Linked DNA regions of Athene noctua: region 1 is linked to region 2. A link is a contact called in public Hi-C data. All regions are on one chromosome and are shown on one strand. Each heading gives the region's core, a stretch centred on a gene start, on an enhancer-like site or on the middle of the called end of the contact. The rest is flanking DNA. Distances are from core to core; before and after follow the strand shown. Region 1 holds the start of NDUFA13 (NADH:ubiquinone oxidoreductase subunit A13). Region 2 holds the start of NR2C2AP (nuclear receptor 2C2 associated protein).

What was found. Hi-C and Micro-C count contacts between places; a contact is called where the count stands out from the background.
Region 1: a contact with region 2 is called in a Hi-C map of liver, with 3 times the contacts expected there. The contact joins the promoter of NDUFA13 here to the promoter of NR2C2AP in region 2.

What each region holds. Positions count from the first base shown.
Region 1 is chr27:6,839,043-6,841,742 of bAthNoc1.hap1.1, forward strand. It overlaps NDUFA13 (NADH:ubiquinone oxidoreductase subunit A13), which reads left to right and starts at 1,349. Exons shown (of 6, transcript XM_074928133.1): 1 at 1,349-1,441.
Region 2 is chr27:6,687,401-6,690,100 of bAthNoc1.hap1.1, forward strand. NR2C2AP (nuclear receptor 2C2 associated protein) reads right to left here and starts at 1,281. Exons shown (of 6, transcript XM_074928023.1): 1 at 1,219-1,281; 2 at 497-543; 3 at 225-315; 4 at 9-114. The coding sequence starts at 537.

The sequences.
Region 1 (2,700 bases), core at 99-2,598, 150 kb after region 2:
TGATCGCAGGTCTGTGAGGTGAGTGGGAGGGGGGGGGTGCTCCGAAACCAGCTTCGCCCGCGTCTCCGCGTGGCCGGATGGAGCTGTTTGATGGGATTTGCGAGGGTTTGAGTCAACAGCCCTAGAGGAGGGTAAATCGAGGGTTTATGGGGTGAAGTTGACAGACAGAAACCTCATCAAACGTGTTCCTTCCCGCTACGAGGCAGAAATAATCCCATTTATGCAACCCCCAGGCCCAGCACTCAGCACTGCGCCCATCGCCTGAGCTCGGGAGGGGGGGGCACACACCTCCCGGGGCAGCCCCCGGGACTCAGCCCCCTTCTCCAAAAAGGTTTTTTTTTGTTGGTGCATCCCCGTGGATGGAGCCTCCCTCAGCCCCGAGCTCCCCCACTCCAGCCCGGGAACCCCCAGCCCGGGGGGTCCTGCAAAGCCACCAAACCTGGTCGGAGTTAAACGCAGAAATTTGGCTTCCGAGGTGGAAGGGACGAGGGACGGGGGTTTTGTCTTTGTAAACGAGCTGACTGATCTCTCCTGCTTTTCTTCTCCCTCCCCGCACACAGCCAGGCTGGAGCAGGGAACGCGCGTAGGTGTCCTGCCACAGTCACGCCGGCTCCTTTAGGATAATTTGCCAGCAGAAAAAATCCCCAGGTAAGCGTTAAAACACTCCAAACCCAGAAACAAACCCCTGTCTGCTGAGAAACGGGGCTGAATTTCTTCCTATTCCCCTTATCCTGCGCCCTTAATCCACCCCCAAACCATAAACCCCCGTCCCCCAGATGTGGCTTTGGGGGGTTTCTCCTGCTGCGTGTGGTGGGGCTGGGGCACCTGCAGAGCCCCGAGCCGGTCCAAGTCCTGCCCTGGGTGATTTCCCACTTACCTTACATCCTCCCCCACCGAAAAAAAAAAAAACAACCTACTGCCTCCCCATGCCCTCCACACCTTCATTTTCTTGGCTCATTAGCTCCGTGAGCTTAATCGCGAGCCACCCGATCGCTTTCTGTCTTCTCAGGGCCGGGAAAACAAAGGGAGCGGGAGCTGTCCGTCAGCCCAGGCATGGGGGGGAGCCGGGGTGGCCCCCCCCGGGGGTGCAGCCTCTTCTCTGGAGCATCCTCAGAGTCTGGGGGGAACGGGGCCGACCCTGGGGCCAGTGATGGGGATGAAGGGACCACACGGAGGGTGGGGAAACGGCCCCCGGCGTGGGAACGGGGCTGGGGAGCGGGGACACCCCCCCCCCCCGGGGGGAAGCGGCAGCTTGAACCTTGGCACCGGGGGTGGGTGAGGTTTGCTCCGTGCTCTGGGCACCGAGCGAGGGACCAGGCTTTGTTTTGTCACTGGGCCAAGACGCTGCCGGAGCCCTGGATTTGTGGTTTTGCCTGGAGGTGCGGCTGGTTCCAGGCGCTTGGAGCGGGGTGGGGGGTGACCCCCGGGCTTTTCCCTCCAGGTGAGTTTCCCCGGGGGACACCGGTGAGAATCCCGAGTCCCCGTCGGGTTCAGGTCCCACCTCGGCCAACAACCGCGGGGGCAGGACGAGGCCCGGAGCCCGCGCTCGGCTCGCGGCCGCTCCTTCCCCACGAGGGTCTTTGCCCACATCTCAGCTCGATTCTCCCGAAAATTCGGTCGTAACGAAACGGGTCGGTACCGGGGGAGCCGAGCGAGTCGGTGATGCACAGGAAGACCCCGGCTCTGGGGGTGTTGGCATAACGACCCCCCCCTCGAGGATCACTCAGGATGGGGCGAGGAGCCGGAGACTCCTGCGTCTTGCTGCGGCACCCCCCAAGGACCACGGGCACCCCCGGGCTCGCCCTTCCCCGTGTCCCCCCTCCCCAGGGTGCCCTTTACACCCCACCCCCCCCATCCGGGCCCCCCCATCTGCAAAGTTATTAATTCCCGGCGGCAGCCGGGGGGATTAGAGCCGCCGATTAGGGCTTAAGACAAGAGTGACCTTGATCTGGAGCGTCCGAGGGCTGAGAGCGCCGGGGGGGGGGACGGGAAAATCCACCCCGGGGGGTGCGGGGTGCTGCGGGGGTCCCCGCGCCGGGGGGGGTGCGCAGGTAAAACGGTGGGTGCTGGCTGCGGGGGGTCTTGGGGCTGGGGGGGGGGGTGTGGACAGAGCACAGCCGGGATTTGGGGTGCAGGGGGCTGTGGGGAGGGGACACGCTGCCCAGGGCCTGGTCACTGGTGAGCGCACGCTCCAGCGTGAGCAGCATTCGTGGTGCACGCTTGCACTTTTTTTGCTGCGTGTCTGCCGGTGGGTGCAGGCTCTTCGGTGCACACTTACCGCCGCGTGCTTGCCGGCGGCTGTACGCTCGGTGCACGTTTGCCAGTGGGTTCACGCGTTTTGGTGTGAACTTGCTGGTGCACGATTAACCGTGGCTGCACTCTTGGTGCACGCTTGCTGGTCGATTCACACTTTTTGGCGCCCACTTGCCGGTGCACAATTAACCATGGGTGCAGGCCCGGTGCACGCTTGCTGGTGGATGCACACTTTTGGGTACATTCTTGCTACTTGGTGCACGTTTTTTAGTGCACACTTACCGTTGGGTGCTGGCCCGTGCTGCGCTCTTGGTGCACATTTGCCAGTGGGTTCACACTTTTTTCTTCACGCTTGCCGGTGCGTGCACACTTTTTAGTGCACGATTACCGCTGCGTGCTTGCCTATGGCTGCACACTTGGTGCACGCTTGCTGGTGAGTGCACACTT
Region 2 (2,700 bases), core at 31-2,530:
GTCCTCACCTTCCAGCGTGCACAGCCGGCTGGAGAACCCCCCCTGGAACTGGATGTGGAGCTGCGAGACCTTGACGGTGCGGGGGAAGTCCAGGGTGACCCACTGGCACATGCCCTGGAGGCAGGAGTGACAGCGGGGCTCCGTCACAGCGGGGACAGCGGGGTGTCCCCAGCCCACGGCCCCCAGCCCACCCCTCTGGCTTCCCCTGTCCTCGTCCCCCCAACCTGGTCCGAGTTCCAGCACGTCTCCTCGCTCGCGTCGAACATGTGCTTCTTCCCAAACTGCTTCACGTCCCGGTTAAGCACAGAGCTCACCCTGCGGGGACACGCGCCACCATCCCGGGGACACGACGGGGACAGCCTCAGCGATGGGACGCATGTCCCCCGCAGGGCCAGGGGACGGCGTGTGACACCCAGGAGGGACCCGCTGCGGGGCAGGGGGGTGGGTGGCCGCAGCACCCCACTGCCCGCTGTCCCCTGGGGGGGCCGGGACTCACCGCGTGGCCGTGTCGGCGCAGACCAGGGGCTCCACGGGCATCGCTGCCTGCGGAGAGACGGGGTCAGCCAGGGCCAAAAACCGGAGTCACCCAGCAACAGGGACACCCGGGCAGCACTGGAGACCCCCGAACAGTACTGGGGACCCCTGGACAGTACTGGGGGCAACGCGAGAAGCAATGGAGACCCCTGGACAGCACTAGAGACCACCAGGCAACATTGGGGGCACCCAGACAGCACTGGGGGCACTCTGGCAGCATTGGGGACCCCCAAGCAATATTGGGGACACTTGAGCAGCATTGGGGACCCCTGGGCAGCATTGGGGGCACCTGGACAGCACTGAGGATCCCTGAGAAGCCTTAGGGACACCCCGGTGTTACTGGGGGCACCCACTGGGCAGCACTGGGGACCCCCGAGAAGCACTAGGGATCCTTGAGCAGCATTGGGGATCCCAGGACAGCCCTGGGGACCCCCGGACAGCATTAGAGACATCCGACCAGCACTGGGGACCCCCGAGCAGCATTGGGGACCCCCGGGCAGCACTGGGGACCCCCGAGCAGCATTGGGGACCCCCGGAGAGCACTGGGAACCCCCAGACAGCACTGGAGACCCCTGAGCAGCATTAGGGACCCCCGGGCAGCACTGAAAGAGACCGGCAGCACCGGGGCACCCCCGGTTCCCGTCCCCGCGCCCATCCCCGTCCCCTCCGGCCGCCGCCACTCACCGCCCGCCCGGCGCAGGAAGCGGCGGAGCTCCTTCCCCGGGCCTCGGCGTCCGGGAACGCCTCCCCCCGCCCCCCCGGCCCCGCCGCAGCGCTCCGCCCTCCCCTGGAGCCCGGCGGGCCGGAGCTCCCTGTACCCGCCGCCCGCAGCCCCCCCGACGAGGTGGGGGGACGACATGCAGCACCCCGGGGTCCCCCCATGCAGCGCCCCCGACCCAGCACCCTGGGTGCCGTCCCCCTGTGATTCACACACACACACCCCCCCCGCCAAGGTGTCGCCCCCCACAGCCGCTCTGACGGCCCCTGCACGGCCCTGGAGTCGGGGTACGCCCCCCCACCTCCAAAGCCCGGCTCCAGGGGGGCTCGCGGGGCGCGGGGCTGGGGCGGCCGGTGCCCTCCCGGGCCGGCTCTGTAGGTGGCACTGGCGGAGCGCGGCTGGGAGCGGCGGCGGGAGGCTGCGGGGGGGCGGAGCGCGGGGGTGAGAGGAGCCCGGCCTGCTCCGGCTTCCCTGCGCGTCCCGGCATCCCTGCGCATCCCTGCGCGTCCCGGCATCCCTGCGCGTCCCGGCTTCCCTGCGCGTCCCGGCATCCCGGCCTGCTCCGGCATCCCTGCGCATCCCAGCGCATCCCGGCATCCCTGCGCATCCCAGAATTCCAGCGTGCTCCAGCATCCCTGAGCATCCCGGCACCCCGGAGTATCCCCACAAACCGCAGCATCCTTGAACTGGAGCATCTCTGCACGCTGCAGCACCCCCCCACGCTGCAGCACCCCCACACTGCAGCACCCCCCCCGCTGGCTCATCCCTGCACACCCCCCCTCGATGAAGCCCCCAGCGCAGCGCCCGGGCAGGTCCAAACCCTCCCTGGTGCCCCTCGGGACCCCCCCCGGGCCAGGCAGGGTTGAGCTGCCCCCCCACCCCCCCCAGCCTGCGAGGGGGGACCCAGAGCAGCTGTGCCAGGAGAACTCACACACACACACACACAGAACCTGGCAGCTGCTTAAAATGACCCTCTGCCAGCACACGGTGCCGCTGCGCTTGCCCTCGGTCCTTGTGGCTGTGCCCCAGCGCTCAGCGAGGTTGCCAAGCCTTGACCCCGTGGTGGTCCCGTGGCCCCAGCTGGCCCCCGTGGCCGCCTCGCTGGGGGAGGCCGCGGCTCTCTGCAGCCGTCCCCAGGTGCCTGCGTGAGTCACAGCGGCCGCGCCGAGGCTGCCTGCGCGCAGCCACCGGCAGAAATAAAACCAGCGAGCGCTGCAGAACCATCGCCTCCCCCTCGCCGCACGGCTCTGGGGGCTCAGCCCCCGGCTGGGGCTGCGCACACGCGTGTCAGCGTGCGCACACGTGTGTGCAAACCCACGCGGTGACACACACGCGTGACGGGCTCCGTCTTCCTCCTCCTTCCTCCCCCCTCTCCGTTCCTGCTGAGTTTCGCCTCAGAAATTGGGTCAAAAACCGCAGGAGCCTTACTTGCCCCTCGGCGGGGACGT